2 separate regions of the Danio rerio genome follow, and region 2 is linked to region 1. The links are chromatin contacts, called in public Hi-C maps. All regions are on one chromosome and are shown on one strand. Each heading gives the region's core, a stretch centred on a gene start, on an enhancer-like site or on the middle of the called end of the contact. The rest is flanking DNA. Distances are from core to core; before and after follow the strand shown. Region 1 holds the start of si:dkey-172m14.1. Region 2 holds the start of nr2f1a (nuclear receptor subfamily 2, group F, member 1a).

Region 1 (7,881 bases), core at 2,202-4,701:
AATTTCATTGGTGATTCCTAATTGAAATTCAATCGTAAGCTTGGCAAGCAGTTTTGGAGAATTTGATGTTTCCCCATTAAGACAGAATGGTCGAGCATACTGCCGAGAGGTGTTTTAAAGCAGCCGCCAAGTAAAATGACTTGCCTTGAGGAACTTTGCTTGATATTAAGTCCTCGCTATGTTTTCTTTGACTAGCTTCAAAATCTAACACCAAACATCTCTATCACTCTCTTATGTCAAGTTTAATTATTATTTAGCCTTTATCCAGAACAGATCTGGCGAGCAAAATAGGTTACGCTACTCTGATTGGGTTTATATTTATCTGTGTTAAGCATACACCATGCTCTGTGTGTGTGAGTTTAGAAGAGTAGCGGAGCTCATTAATATTCATGACACGAGCCATATCATGGACAATCATGGACGTTCTGTTTCTAGGGGTATTTTATGGAGTAATAATTAAGCTTTTTTTTTTTAACTTACTGAAACCATAAACCCACTATTTAGATGTCAAAAAACAATTTCACTTAATAAACCAATGCAGTATAAGGCATAACTGTCAACATTGGATTGTAAAATATAAGCATAACCAAGTTGTTGGCATTACTAAACAGTGTCAAGAGTTTGGACAAAGAAAAAATCATCACCTAGCATGTAGCCTGTTTTGTCCGTTGTTACGGTCATTGACATTTTTCCTGAGCCAAAAAGTTTCATCTTCTTGTCTTCTGTACCAGATTGTGGTTGCTGTATTAAAGACAAAAAATAAATAAATAAATATATTTATATACAAACATATTAAATTTACTCTTTAATAATTTTACAAGCAGAAAGTTTTATATAATTAATAATTGATGACAGTGTATGCAATAAATAATCTCAATATCAAACACTCAATCATAGTATTAAAAATCATACCAGTAAGTGGTCATTGGTCCCAAAATTTCTGGGCGCAAAGTTAATTTCTGCTTGTGCACTTGATGTTGGCTTCCAAGACCTTTTTAGCTTTACCATCACAATGTACTTCACCCAACCATGAAATCCTTTAAAAGTCGGAGGCATATTTCTGAAATTAGGGGGAAAAAAAATGACTGACAAGCACAATGGTGAATAACATGATCGAATATGCATCAGCTTTTACTCAAAGTTTTAACATACATGCATTATAATTTATGTCTTCTTAACTCAACACATGCACCTCATTACTTAAGTAAATATTCTAGAATAATGAACAATGAATATGAGTTACAAGTGCTTTTTTCATTCATTTTCTTTTTGGCTTAGTCTCTTTATTAATCTGGGGTCGCCACAGCGGAATGAACCGCCAACTTATCTAGCACGTTTTTACGCAGCGGATGCCCTTCCAGCCGCAACCCATCTCTGGGAAACATCCACAAACACTCATACACTATGAACAATTTAGCCTACCCAATTCACCTGTACCGCATGTCTTTGGACCGTGGCGGAAACCGGAGCACCAGGAGGAAACCCACACGAACGCAGGGAGAACATGCAAACTCCACACAGAAACGCCAACTGAACCGAGGATCGACCCAGCGACCTTCTTGCTGTGAGGTAACAGCACTACCTACTGCGCCAATGCTTCACCCACAAGTGCTTTTTTTTTGTAGAAGAATATTATAATAAATTGGGTTCATTTTTCTCTTTCATCATATCATGATGGAACCTTGAGGAAAGTAGGATGCAGCAGTTGTATGCTCTTTCATATTTGCTTTGTATATTTTGTTTGTTGACTTTTTATTTCACTACATGCACACATTAAGAGGCCGAATTATTATGAGCCTAAATAACAGACTAAATATGTTGCTGGTTGGCCAGCTGAGACATGGACTCTATAAGACCCCTGAAAGCGTTGTGTGGTTTCTGTTTCCAAAATTATAGATTTTATTACCACTGAGTCTGTTTTACTTATCCAACTAGAAAAAGTAAAAAAGCTAACTTGGTCATGCGCCCTGCAGATAATAACATTACAAACCCCGAGAAAATAGCTCTGATCTCTGATCTTCCTACCCATTGATTATTAATACTGATTGCTTATACCCTAGTCTTAATGTGTGGCCTTGTTAGCAGTTCAAAAATGTTTGTTTCATCTGTGTCTGATCATAATGTTTGGCTCATCTGTGTATTACTCAACACAGAGCAACCATCATTGAAGATGCATTTTAAATGAAAGAAAAGTTTCAGTAGCATTACTCACTGTTGAGGCAGCTGAAATCTGAATGGAAAGACATGACTTCCTGGTTTGATCACTGATCCATCTGAGGAATATAGGACATCCTTAGCTTAGTAAGTCTACTGTCAGCAGCAAAAATGTCTCATGTAACTTTTTATATAATAATTAATTGACCCAGGACCACAAGACCATTCCATTTCTACTAATGTAGTTTTTTTTTTATTACAATATTTGTCAGAGATCTAAAATCTGAGGGTAAAAAATTTTAGAATTTATCCATACTGAGAATTTATCCAAACTGAGAATTTATCCATATTTATATATGGATATATTTCCGGCCCGAAATTATTCATACCCCAAGGGAAATTATTTGAATAATTTCAGGCACATATACATACATATATATATATATATATATATATATATATATATATATATATATATATATATATATATATATATATATATATATATATATATATACACACACTATATATATACACACACACACACATACACACACACACGTGTAACTTCAGACTGGTTTTGTGGTTCAGGGTCACGCATAGCTTGTACTTATTTGTTTAATATTACATCATTTATTAGTGCAAAATATTATTGAAAACTTTACTTACAAGTTTCTCCACTTACAAGTGTGGTATTCTTTTCACATTGTCCTGCAGGCATTAGACCAGTAGCAGTCTTATTATTTCCCAAACTTGTTACACAGATTGCACAGCATACTCCATATGCATTTTAACTGAATTAGCAGCCTAATAACGTTACTCCTAATATAGATGACAGTATTTCGTTTTTCAAGCAATCTCACCTTTCTTCGAGCTGTCCTGGATAAAATATTGCTTTTGTTTAAAGTATCTCTCATGGTCGCTGTAGGATCTTTCGTCATCCCCTGAGCCTTCAGTCCAGCGCACGTCCGCGTCGCCCGTCAGCTTCACAAACAAATTCTCCACGTTTATTTCTTTGGTCACTTCCAGAACAACTCGCCCCTCCACGATGTCTCCATTAGTAAAAGTATTGGTTTCGTTGATCGGGTCATAACGAACACTCAGCTCTTTGATTGATCTTTGCATTTTCCTGCATGCAAGTTCTCGTTCTCGTTTGCCAAGTGGGATTGAATCATGTAACTTAAAACGCAGGATGAAGGCGTGACGCTTCCTGGTTAGTAAAGACCATTGGTAAATACTAAAGATTGCATATTGCGACAAAACATAAGTGTTTTGTGTAGTGTGCGTATTACTGTAACTGTTAGTCTGACGTCACATCCGTTTTCAAAATAATATCCTTTAACAAATTTCGTCATGTACTTATTGTTTAACGTTGTTGTTGTTATTATTATTATCATCAGTATTATTAATATTACTAACCATATCTATGATTACTATCTTACTACGACTGGGCTAACCATTGGCTGTTCTCATTCAGCATTAATTTTAGAAATGTGATATTAATTTTCAGATTATTATCTCAACATTCTTTCAAACAACTACAACGAAAATGGCAAGCTGTTTTAACATGTATTGTACTAATAGAGTGGACGAACTAGGCTAAGGGTGAATTCCAACCTGAAGGGCTCATCCACTTCTTTACTAGTAACCTAAACAATTAAATGTTAGTAGCAATACAATAGTATTAGTCACCACAGTATTTATTCATAATATTTATTAAAATAAATAAATAAATACAGCTACTTGATAAATTCTAGCATTGAACGAATGTATGAATATAATTAAAGAACTAACTTAAGTTACAGTACTCTAAAAATAATTGAAGCATGAAAATAGAAAGGCCTACTAGGCTAAATGTAGTTATGCATTTTATAATTTGCCTGCAGGCTACAAATATGTTTTAGTTTGGTTTTGAATAAGTGTTAGATTCCTAATTGTTTATTATTGTTATCAATGATACATGCTAATAAACTTGTATTTTAAAAATAAGTATTTTTTCATACTTATCTTTTTTTTTTACATTAATTATAATCTCATAATAACTTATAAGAAAAATATTTGTTGCATCAAAGTGTGGTTACCATCCAACAAGCTACGCAGCAAAGATCAGTGCTTAAAATGTCACTTAAATGCACCATTTGACCCTCATAATTGAAAAGAAATTGAGGAGATTAACTGCAAAATGCTCAGTAGGTTGGCTACGGGCCTGTTGATTAAATGTTAAAATGGCTTGCCATATTACCTTTTTTTTTCTTTAAGGAAGAATGAATGAGATTCGACTACCAGCCACAAGATGGTGCTATTATTGCTGGTGTTGTTTTTTGGACTGTTGTTCTAGAACGTCAGTCAGGTAAAGCTTTGCAGTTTTAAATTTCAAGGATATTTTTGTTGTTGTTGTTGTTGTTGTTTCAATAACAGTTAACAATAGATTGCATAAACTTGGAACATTAGTAAAAAATTGAGATGTGTTACAATCTGCATAATACAATTTAAAGAATAAAAAGAAGAAAGAAAAACAAACAAAAAATAAACAAATAAAATAATAATAAAAAATAAGAGACCAGAGCGAAAACTATTTAAGGTTATACATTAAAAACATTTTTTACTTTTAAAATACTTTTTGTTTGTTATGCCCACTAAAGTGTATGACTTATAGTCCATAAGAATAGCTAGTATTGCATCTTTTTCCAAAAATTTACACTTTCCCATTATAATAAAAAAGATTAATAATGTACTGAATGCTTAACTTAACTTTTACCATTCACCACATTGCTTTTAAGACCAACCGCAGACGTCTTTGGTTAAAAGGGAGCTGAATGGAGTGAGGACCTAATTAAAAATGCTGGACTCTGCAGTTCTCTTTTTATATCAGATAATTTCACGCTATGCTGAATCATACACATCACTCATTTTTTGATTGCAGTAATGATTTCAGCAAAAACAGTTAAATATGGTGAATTAAACTGCGGACACTGAATACTAAAAATGAAAAATGAAAGTGTAAGTTCACATACCCTGCCATACAGGTGCAGTTCGCTGTCAGAATGCAGTTGTTTTGCTTGTTGATGATTACCCAGGCCTTGTACAGTTCCGTCATCTTTTCTTGTCTTTGGCTAGGCAGAACCTCGGATTTTACAAAGTTTTGAATCTGGTAATAATAGAATGCAGGCCTTTAACTTCTCTCTTGTAAAATCACTTCATGAGTTTCATGAGATTGTATATTTTGGGCTGGATGCTTGGTCATTTCATCTTATCCAGTATCCATTGGGAGGGTGCTATTGCAGATGGACCTGTCAGACGAACGCCGCTTACTTCAACGTTAATTTTGAAGCTCTACCCCTTTACACTTGGTTTCAAGGGCCAAGGGGAAGGGGTAGGGGAACAAGAATAAAATTGGGATTGGGCCTCTATTTCAAAACAATATTTTAATTATTCCGGTATATGTTTTATGCAGTGGATGCCCTTCCAGTACTGGAAAACACCCATACACACTGTCATTCACACACACACACACACACACTCATACACTACGGTGACTTTAGTTCATTAAATTCACCTATAGCGCATGTCTTTGGACTGTGGGGAAAACTAGAGGCACTCGGAGGAAACCCACGGCAACACTGGAATAAAATGCAAACTTCACACAGAAACGCCAACTGGCCCAACCGAGGCTCGAATTAGTGACCTTCTTGCAGCGAGGCGACAGTGCTAACTACTGAGCCACCGTGCCATCCATAATAATAATTATGCAGCTATGAGACGTAAAAAGTGTACTTAATATTTAAAAATAATTTCATTGTATGCCTCACTCACTGTCACCACACTTTTGTATAATGGTCAATCAAATATTGTGGACAGGATTATGTTTTGATCAAGTCAGGTTTTGCTTTTGGGTCTCAGGAAAGTGGTGTATAATGTTTGTTCTTCTACATGAATTGCATCCTTGCCCAGAGCAAAGAGAGACTCTCTGGTCTTCAGCAGTCTTTATTAAGATTAATGAACAGTTTGACATTTTTAGTCCTCTTCATGAAATCAATGAATGTAATACTCAGCGAGCCAATGGGGAGTGAACACACACACACACACACACACACACACACACACACACACACACACACACACACACACATGCACGTCTGTGTAGCAGTGACTTGCCAAAGGGTGTGTGCTAAATGTCCAAGCAGTAATCAATGCAGAGAAATTAGCTATTGATTGTGTATAGTTTTGTAATAGGTTACCTATGGGTTTGCTCTTTTAGAAAATCCCAATATTCCTCTTGCTGGGAATAAAGGCATAATAACATTGTCTAGCCTTGGCTGAGAGTGTGAAGACAGAAAGTGAGTTGGCTTTCCAGGGTCAAACTCTAATTAGTATAAAGGTCAAATTGGAAATAAACATGGTGCTAAAAAATAATGATGAACTTGGCATCAGATGCAAAGTTCATTAAAAGCTGTGTGGAATTCTGACTTCTGTATTGGCTTTTCAATGAATGTGATCTACATTAGATTCTCTTTTTTAAAACCAAGCTGACACGGTGAGAAAACTCACATCAATATTTTGTTTTACTTGTTCATGATGTAGAAGGAGAAAGGGAGTAATAAAGAAGGTCTAGACTGATATTTAAAAAAGAAAGACAATTTTAAAATTGGAAATTTATGTAAAGCAGCCTGACCAAAAAAAAAAACAGTTTAAAAAATGATAATGTACCAATGTATAAACTAATGTAATTTCTTCATTAAATAATCTCTAATAAAAAAAAAAAATAGCTTGACTACAAAATTAAATTGCCACATCTTTCAAGAAAAATCAGTTAGATATTTCCCAAATCGCACAGCTCTAGTAAGCACTGTCGCCTAAAAGCAGAAAGGCCTCTAGTTCGAAGCTCGGCTAGGTCAGTTTCCCCCACAGTTCAAACACATGCGCTATAGGTGATTAGAAGAAACTAAATTGACCGTAGAATATATGTGTGTTTATGGTTATTTCCCAGTACTGGGTTGCAGCCAGAAGGGCATTTGCTGTGTAAAACATATGCTGAATATGTTTGCGGTTCAATCTGCTGTGGCGACCACTGAGAAATAAAGGGACTAAGCCAAAGCAAAATGAATGAATGAATGAATGAATGATTATTCGAGTAACCATCAACATAATACAGTTCTGTAAAACTCTCTATTTACGCTCTATATATACGCTCTATTTTATTGATCTACTGTAAGCGCACAGTCCAAAGTGTTTGGTGCAGCTTAGAGCATGTCCAAATTTAGCTATTTTAAGGATATGAAAAATGGCTGGTGCACCAAGTGCATGGTTGAATAGACCATTTTAATGTGGTGATGTCATTGGCCCATAAACATTTCCTGCTTGTTGTCAAACTATTTTATTACTGTAACTAAAGGCAATTCAACCATAACTTAATGTTAAAACGGCCATCACAATATTATTTATCAATATGTGGCTCTTTTTGGATTCTCTGAAGCTATGGAAATCAAAAATGTAAAACAGCAAATACTTTAGGACCATTGTTTTTTGTTTACATCCCTAAAATGATCTATATTCTCTTAATGAGTTATGCATGTGGTTTGGACATAATGCCCATTAAACCAATAATCTGAATAGTCTGAATGCTCGTTCCTGTTAAGAGTGAATTGCAGTCACACCACAGCAGATTTACTATAGTACATGGTGGACTTTGTAAGAAGAAAATCTGATCTGGTGAGGAAATGGATCAAC
Region 2 (7,881 bases), core at 3,666-6,165, 720 kb after region 1:
ATCAAGTACCCTTCTAATTTTGTACACCTGACGTTTCGCTAACGTTCCGTTCTTTCGGAAAACCCAAGTTCGTTTTAATTTAATTTTCAAGTGTTTTCCCTGATGTTTGCCCAGACAATTGAAGTGGCACGCACTTAAGTTCACAACTGTAGTTTTACTGCTATAGGAAATGTTAATTAGGCTATTTAAAATTAATTAAATAAATAAATAAATCTTGTTAGTGCTGTCAGCTTCTTTTCTATACGTCTACAGGGCACAATGACTAAAAAATGGATCTTGGTTCTTTATGATTGCTCTGCTGACAAAGATACGAGTGCTTATAGGTGTCATTGTTGCGGTTTTCGTGTCTTTTGAGGGAATGTCAAAGTGTAAGTTAGACTAATTATTGTTGGTCTGGGCTTGTTTTAACTGCTAACGGATTTATGATCTTGCTCGCTGAGACCATCCAAGGCAATTAGCACATAAGCTCAAAATAGATGAGGGTTTGTGAGCAATAAAACCATTACCTCCTGTATAAACTGACATTCTCTAACTAAACTAACACTCTAACTAAACTAAGCTATGGGCAAATTAATTCATATTAATAATTGCTAAAACTGCTATTTTATCATTAATTCATAATTTGACGATGTATTTAGAATCTTTACAAAGAACATTGCTTTCCTACCTGTCTTTATCCGCCGTGAAGGCCAGCATATCACAGAGCATCAACAGAGCTCCATATTTGCGGTTAGATGATTTCCCTCTTTTCTGTGAATTTTAAACAAAAAAAAGTTGATTAAAATCTTTGATAATCGTATTTTATTTCATCTAAATTTGGTTGGTTTGCGCAAAATGAAATGTGACAACGTGCTGTTTATATGACAAAAAAAGATACTTTTTATGACGGCGAAAGTTAGGTTAAAATGTTTAAATATTATAACCCGGTGTGCAAAAGCATGCTGGTGCTTTTAGGCCTCCCTTATAAAGCTGGACTGACGAAAATGTGGAGTGATTTTGTTCAAAACATTAACTAGTATTTTAAATAGACCATGCAGTAATATTAAGTGGCGTAGTTTTAAGATATTTTCCACATCTCTCCCCACTATCCTTTCCATTAAGAGCGATTAGATGATGTCCATTGAAAGTTGCTGATCCATAAAGAAAATGGCAGCAGATAAAAGGCGATTCTAAGTGACCTTCTCGTCCCTTTCACACCAATCTTAGCCCCAAATAGTTAGGGATCAAATTGAACAAAAGCACCCTCCTCTTTCCTTTCAACTCACCACTACTCAAAGTGACAAAACCCACCATCGCATTGGAGAGGCGCGTATAATGTGTTTAAGACTTTGAGATTATTAGACAGAGGAAATACATCTATGAACGAAAGAGTAAAATGTCTTGCTTTTACGTTAAACTCTTCAAGGCAACACTCAGATATCCTCAAAAGCACATCATAAGAACAATATTTATTTTTCTTTAAAAATAAAAACGTGTTGTTTTGCTTGCAAAGTAGTAATAATATACTTTACATAAAGATTTGGCATATTGCTTTAATGATTACTTTTTCTGTATCAAATAATAATTTTATTAATTTATGGCTTACGTTTGTGCTATTTATTACAATGTAGGTTAACTTATTTGTACATACGACATAAGTGTTAAATACTCAAGGTAGGCCTGCTATTCAGCAGCACAAACAATCCAAACGTCTTTACAATATAGCATTTAATATATACACTACAAAATCTTAGAAATGTAGTGAAAATTGCGTTTACTTTTACTTCTCTACGTACTAAATGCAAGCAAACAGAAATGATATCCCTTAGATTTATTTTAATCTCAATATGACTTTAGTTAAATGCAACATCAGGTGTCTAAAACGAGGAAAATCAAATATAGTTTATCCCTGCTGTGTCCAGTGTTTATACCACCTAACCCTAGCGTATTTACATCCGTGCTTACTTTGTAGGAGGTCCGCCATTCGTGGGATTTTATTACTCGAACTGCTCTTCGAGAGCATGCATTATACAAAATGGTATATTTTGTTTATTGCTATTTTCAACGAGGTGCACGTACATTAAGAAACATAACATCATATTACAAATTGCATGAGGTGCTTTGAAGCAATTTATTATCATCACTTTTATTAGCATTGTTGTTGTTGTAGAAATTTTATCAAACGTGATAATATAGCACAAAGCGTACCTCTTAAACCATCACTGATTTCAAACAGGTAATATATTGGTACTTGTAGCATCATCTAAATAGTTAGCAATTTTTCGGTCATTGTTAGTTTATGGTTAACCTTTATATAGTCACGTGAATCCACTGCAACAAACTTTTCAAACATTAGTTTACATGTTATTTTAGTTCATGTCTGTCAATAAACGTTCATTACAGCTCATGACAAATGCTTTTGATGATTAATTTGCATTAACTTCTGGCCTAACTCTAAAATAAATATGAGAGAAAAAAATAAATGCATACAAAATAAATAATAGTTAATCATATATAGTGAATGTGTTTTCTATATTCTTATTTTGCAAAGCTTTAAGTATGTTTATATGTAATTTAAAGAAAGACATGAGCAGTCATTGGGGTAGACATAGTTGTAAAGCATTTTTTAGATCTGATTTAATTGCTTCATACTTACTTTATTGTTTATCGGTTTATACTTATTTTATCAGTTTTTCCAACTTTTCAGAATTGTTAAGTGTAGTACACGAGTCAGTCCTACTTTATTCAGAACAGGTCTATCGTATAATCGTCCTTTTAATCCGTTGACATTATCACTTAGACAAACAGACTGCTATCGATCTTCCCATTACGAGATCATGCAAGACGAATAGCACAGGTGAAAAGCCACTTCTTAAAGTCGAACGTTCAGTCATGTTCAGAATCACTACATTCTTAGTGTTCCTCTTGTTTTTTTCTCTTTATTTCAGATTGAGTAGACTAGTGCAAGTGATCGACGGAATTCGGTCTACCGATCGCCCGTGGACTATATTCATATTGCTTATACCTGACAGTCTAACGTTATCTGTTTGATAGGTTTTTATATTTAAGTTTGATACAAGTTTACACACATTGCTGTCTATATCTATATGAATTGCAACTAAATTTGGGATTAAATAAAGTGTTAAAAGTACCTACCTTTCGAACACGGACCAAACTGAGAAATCACCGATCCTAAGTAGCTAATACCAACCAGTCGCTGGGCGCTCGCACTTTGAATGTCCAAGTGTCCACTTTACCGTTTCTTCAGTGCTGTTTTCATGCGTGCCTTGTGTTCCCATTCGCTGTCCCTCTCCCTCTCTCCCCTCTCGCTCTCTTCCCTATCTGTGGAGTAAAACCTTGATGGTACACTTACAGAAGTTTCTCTTTGTTCGTTTTAATCTTATTCGTTTCACCTTTGCAATGAACAGAGGACAACAGCGTGTGTTTCTATGGATCTGTTTGTGGAGGGACGGAGAAGCTCCGCGGTCGAGTTGAAAATAAGCTACCTTTTTGTAACTAGAGGGTTTCTTGAACGGTCGGGTATCGGGGTTTTGTTTCCTCTTAACTTCACTTACACAGTTTTGGACTTTGATGCATTGTTTGTACAAAAAAAAAAAAAAAAAAACTTATGGTAAAAATAGGTGATAGGTGATAAAGGCTACTAAAATATTTATTAAATACTTGAATTTTAAACATTGCTGTTTTGTCCGCTAATAAGAGGCCAAAAAGCTTTTCTCCGAAAACAAAAATAAAATAAGCATCTCAAGTGGAGACATTGATAAAAAATAAAAATAAACTTGATGCTAAACAAGTTCCTGCAAAACATAATCAAAATACTTTTAAATCTGATGTTTTTAATAGCCTACTTCACTAAAAAAAATCAGAAACATTCATCCCACCGCGCAATTTGTCTACGAGTTACATTTGGAAACATGCTTTAAATGACAATAAATTACTAATTTTTCATGTCGCTGTAATTGTCTACTGTACGCTAGATGGCAGCCCGATCCAGACATTATAAGTCTGTACAGCGCAGCCTTCAGCATTCATGCTCAAAAAGCCGGTTTCCCTGCGCATTATACCAAAACTTCCCTCGTTAATAAATATGTTAAAACATGGATGGATCCATCGATGTATTTTTCTATTTTTCAATATCATTATACTTTGATTCCTCTTTTGTGCCCTGGTTTACTGCTTGATATGTTTCCTATCACTGAGAAAACATTCCGTTATAGCCTATACTGATATATCCCTCTAGTCAAACTAGTGGTAGTCATCGCGCTTCCCGGTGCTTTTTAATTTAATCGTTGTGCTGAGGATTAAGTGTAATATTGACACGTAAAAGCGAATTTTATACATCGATACGCAATTTCGAGTCGGTGGGCTATATCGGTCTGTCAAATTGCGTTAAACATTAATGGGACCTTCATAGTTCAAATCTGGACGCCGTTACGGTGTTTTTGTGTAATTAAGACTAGGGCTTTGAACAAAACACTTTCAACTTTGTGAGGTTCGCACCAGTCCTTTTGCCTCACACGCATTTGTTTATTTTTCACGTGCGCGTAGTTCGCTCATTGCTTTCATCCCGCTTTTCGCCGCTTCTTTCTGGGGTTTCTTCCTCTTTTTTTGTGACAATAGACGGTCCATTCTAATCGGGTTTCAAAGTAAATAGCAGCGCAGGGGCGAGAGCAATGTAAATTGTGCTTGTCAGAGCCCTCAGTCGTAGGTAGCGAGGAGCGAGGACTCTAACCAATGGAGTGAAGGAGGCTTGGCTAACCTTAGCCTCCCATTTTCTCTCTCCCCCCTCGATGCAGGGTTCTGACCAGTCAGTCGCCTTTGATTATCAGTTGCCAGCAGCCCCTCTCTTGGCTCCTTGACACGAGCACCATATAAGGCGCAGCGATCTCCATAGAAACGTGTCAGTTTCAATAGTAGTGTCAAAGTTCACTATATACAGACATTCGCGCAGATCTCCGTTTCGGAAACATTGCTCCGCTGGTACTCCCGTTAAAACGCATTCTTTTTGGGTCTCTGCTTCTTACATATTCCATTAGTTGCTTTTTTTCTTTTCTTTTCCTACTGGAGAGGTGAAACTACATAGCCAGTCGGGCGACGTTGCTTTTTTTCGCTGGACCAGATGAGCTTTATTCATGAACATAGATAGAGAAATCCGTTCTTCAGTGTTTCCTCCTCTCCAACCGCGAAGACGGAGAGAGGAGCAAGGAAGAAAAAAGAGGGGAATTTATTTTGCACAGCACTTTGGATCTGCGGTCCACCAGAAAGCTATTATTTTTGCTTCAACGTGAAGATTTTGTTTTTTACTGCGGTATTTTTTAAGAAAACTGTTTTTTTTTATATTACGTCTGGGATCGCTTTCTTCATTCACGATTGGGTTCCCGAATGGCTGACTGCAATTTACCTTGGAACTGGCCTCCCGACAACTGCATATCCTGATCGGGTGCCTTTCTATCGACTCCGGTATTTTGAATGTATTGACCATTTTCTGCTTCTACTTTTTTCCCTATGAGATTGAGTGCTCCGATTTGAATTCGCGCTGCCGTTCGTCCAAGACTTCCCTTTTCCCTGCTCCGATATCCGAGCGACCAGTTCGCTTGAAAGCACTTTTCGGGCCCGAGATATGGCAATGGTAGTTAGCGTCTGGCGAGATCCGCAGGAAGACGTGGCTGGAGGACCTCCGAGCGGCCCCAATCCAGCAGCTCAGCCGGCGAGGGAGCAACAGCAGGCGGCGTCAGCGGCACCACACACTCCGCAGACCCCCAGTCAGCCAGGACCTCCGTCCACACCAGGGACGGCTGGCGACAAGGGCAGCCAGAATTCTGGACAGAGTCAACAGCATATAGAATGTGTTGTTTGCGGGGACAAATCAAGCGGCAAGCACTATGGTCAATTCACCTGCGAAGGATGCAAAAGTTTCTTCAAGAGGAGTGTCCGAAGGAACTTAACATATACATGTCGTGCCAACAGGAACTGTCCTATTGACCAACACCATCGTAATCAGTGCCAATATTGTCGGCTGAAGAAGTGTTTAAAAGTGGGCATGCGGCGGGAAGGTGAATATATTTTTCTGAATACATCACACTTGCTACACAAACAGGTTTATTGTTTAAAGCAAGGTTATGCAGACCTCGCAATATTAATATGCAAACGCAAAATACTATCGTATTGAATTATTGCTAAAGAGTGTCAGAGGGCGCGTTTGTAAATACACGCGTATATATGCAAGATCAGCATGGATCTATTATAGTTTTTTTTACATAGATTGGCAAATATCGTATGCACCAATTTCAACTCGCAAATAACAATATATATTATAAAGTCACCCAGTAAACACTGTGTGTGTCAAAAAGAAAGATAAAGATTAAGTGTGTAGCTAAGCCTACGTGCTTTTACGTGTGTGCTGAAAGACGAAAAAGCTAACTACGTTCACATGCACATATAGTGTACCCTATTGAAATAAGAAGCTATAGCCTATGTTTATCTCTCGAAGTAAGATGTACAAGTCTGTTTTCACGCCGTAGCCTAGAGTAAACGTTCAGAGAGGCCTGTCTGTCCCCTCTCAGCCTAAGCTGTATGTGAACAATGGCCTTTACAACTTACACTCTAGTCTTAATAACGAGTAGTGCGAAACTGCTATTGATAATATTTAGATTCTTTTAAAAACTTAACACGTGCCCTTTGTCCTGTTTATTTTTATTCATTTATTTTTTACTTGAATTTAATAATGAAAACAAACTCTTCGTACTCGTTTGTGGACATTTTCACTGTTCCAGAGTTAGTACTCATTATTAAATTGCCTGGAAACGTGTTACTACACGTAAACCTACACATACGTATATTACAAGTATTACATATAATATTATTACAGTATAGCATTTATAATCAGACAGATGTCAGTGGCAGTGAACTAATTCTACTGAAGTCGAGATTTAAACCCGTTTTGTCCACTGTAATGTTTGCTACATGCCTATAAAACTACAAAATAACATTTCAAACGAATTTTCATGTGCGTGCGCGTGTTTGTGGAGACATAAATAGACACAAACACAGCGAGTGAGAGAGAGATAGCTAGCGTTTGTATGTCTCCATATTCTGTCCATATACAAAGGTAAACATTTACCATCCAATAATAAATGAGGTTAGTAGGGATACAAGGACCATGTGAAAAGATTTTTCTTCGAAACGCAATGCCTCACAAATAAATATTAAATATTGTGCAATTTTGTTGCAATTTCGTATATGATAAACAGCAGTCTAGACTGCTCATGCACTCGAAGTAAAGCTTCCACATCAATGATGTTTCTCAGTTCTGGATGTACATTTCCTCTCCCTTTCTTTCTTTTTGTCAGCGGTTCAGCGAGGAAGAATGCCTCCAACCCAACCGAACCCGGGCCAGTATGCGCTAACGAATGGGGATCCTCTGAACGGTCATTGCTATCTCTCCGGATACATCTCGTTACTACTTCGGGCCGAGCCTTATCCTACGTCTCGCTATGGCAGCCAGTGCATGCAGCCCAATAATATTATGGGGATCGAGAACATCTGTGAGCTTGCAGCTCGTCTGCTCTTCAGTGCAGTGGAATGGGCAAGGAACATCCCTTTCTTTCCCGATCTGCAGATCACCGACCAGGTGTCATTGCTCAGACTGACATGGAGCGAGTTATTTGTGCTAAACGCGGCTCAGTGTTCCATGCCCCTACATGTGGCCCCACTGCTCGCCGCTGCCGGCCTGCACGCCTCGCCCATGTCGGCGGATCGCGTCGTGGCCTTCATGGATCACATTCGTATCTTCCAGGAGCAGGTCGAGAAGCTCAAAGCACTGCACGTCGATTCTGCTGAATACAGCTGCATTAAGGCAATAGTGCTCTTCACGTCAGGTGAGTG

Evidence for each region. Hi-C and Micro-C count contacts between places; a contact is called where the count stands out from the background.
Region 2: a contact with region 1 is called in a Hi-C map of an unstated tissue, with 4 times the contacts expected there. The contact joins the promoter of nr2f1a here to the promoter of si:dkey-172m14.1 in region 1. A contact is called at or near these places in 1 of 18 Hi-C or Micro-C datasets (an unstated tissue) and 1 of 4 datasets of contacts at active chromatin or transcription factors (embryo).

Annotation. Positions count from the first base shown.
Region 1 is chr5:53,096,193-53,104,073 of GRCz12tu, forward strand. It overlaps si:dkey-172m14.1, which reads right to left and starts at 3,452. Exons shown (of 7, transcript NM_001201438.2): 1 at 3,018-3,452; 2 at 2,824-2,865; 3 at 2,213-2,273; 4 at 913-1,060; 5 at 645-741. The coding sequence starts at 3,279.
Region 2 is chr5:53,811,146-53,819,026 of GRCz12tu, forward strand. nr2f1a (nuclear receptor subfamily 2, group F, member 1a) reads left to right here and starts at 4,916. Exons shown (of 3, transcript NM_131180.1): 1 at 4,916-6,050; 2 at 7,347-7,874. The coding sequence starts at 5,618. It overlaps linc.0464 (lincRNA gene 0464), which reads right to left and starts at 3,229. Exons shown (of 3, transcript XR_223641.6): 1 at 3,136-3,229; 2 at 668-750.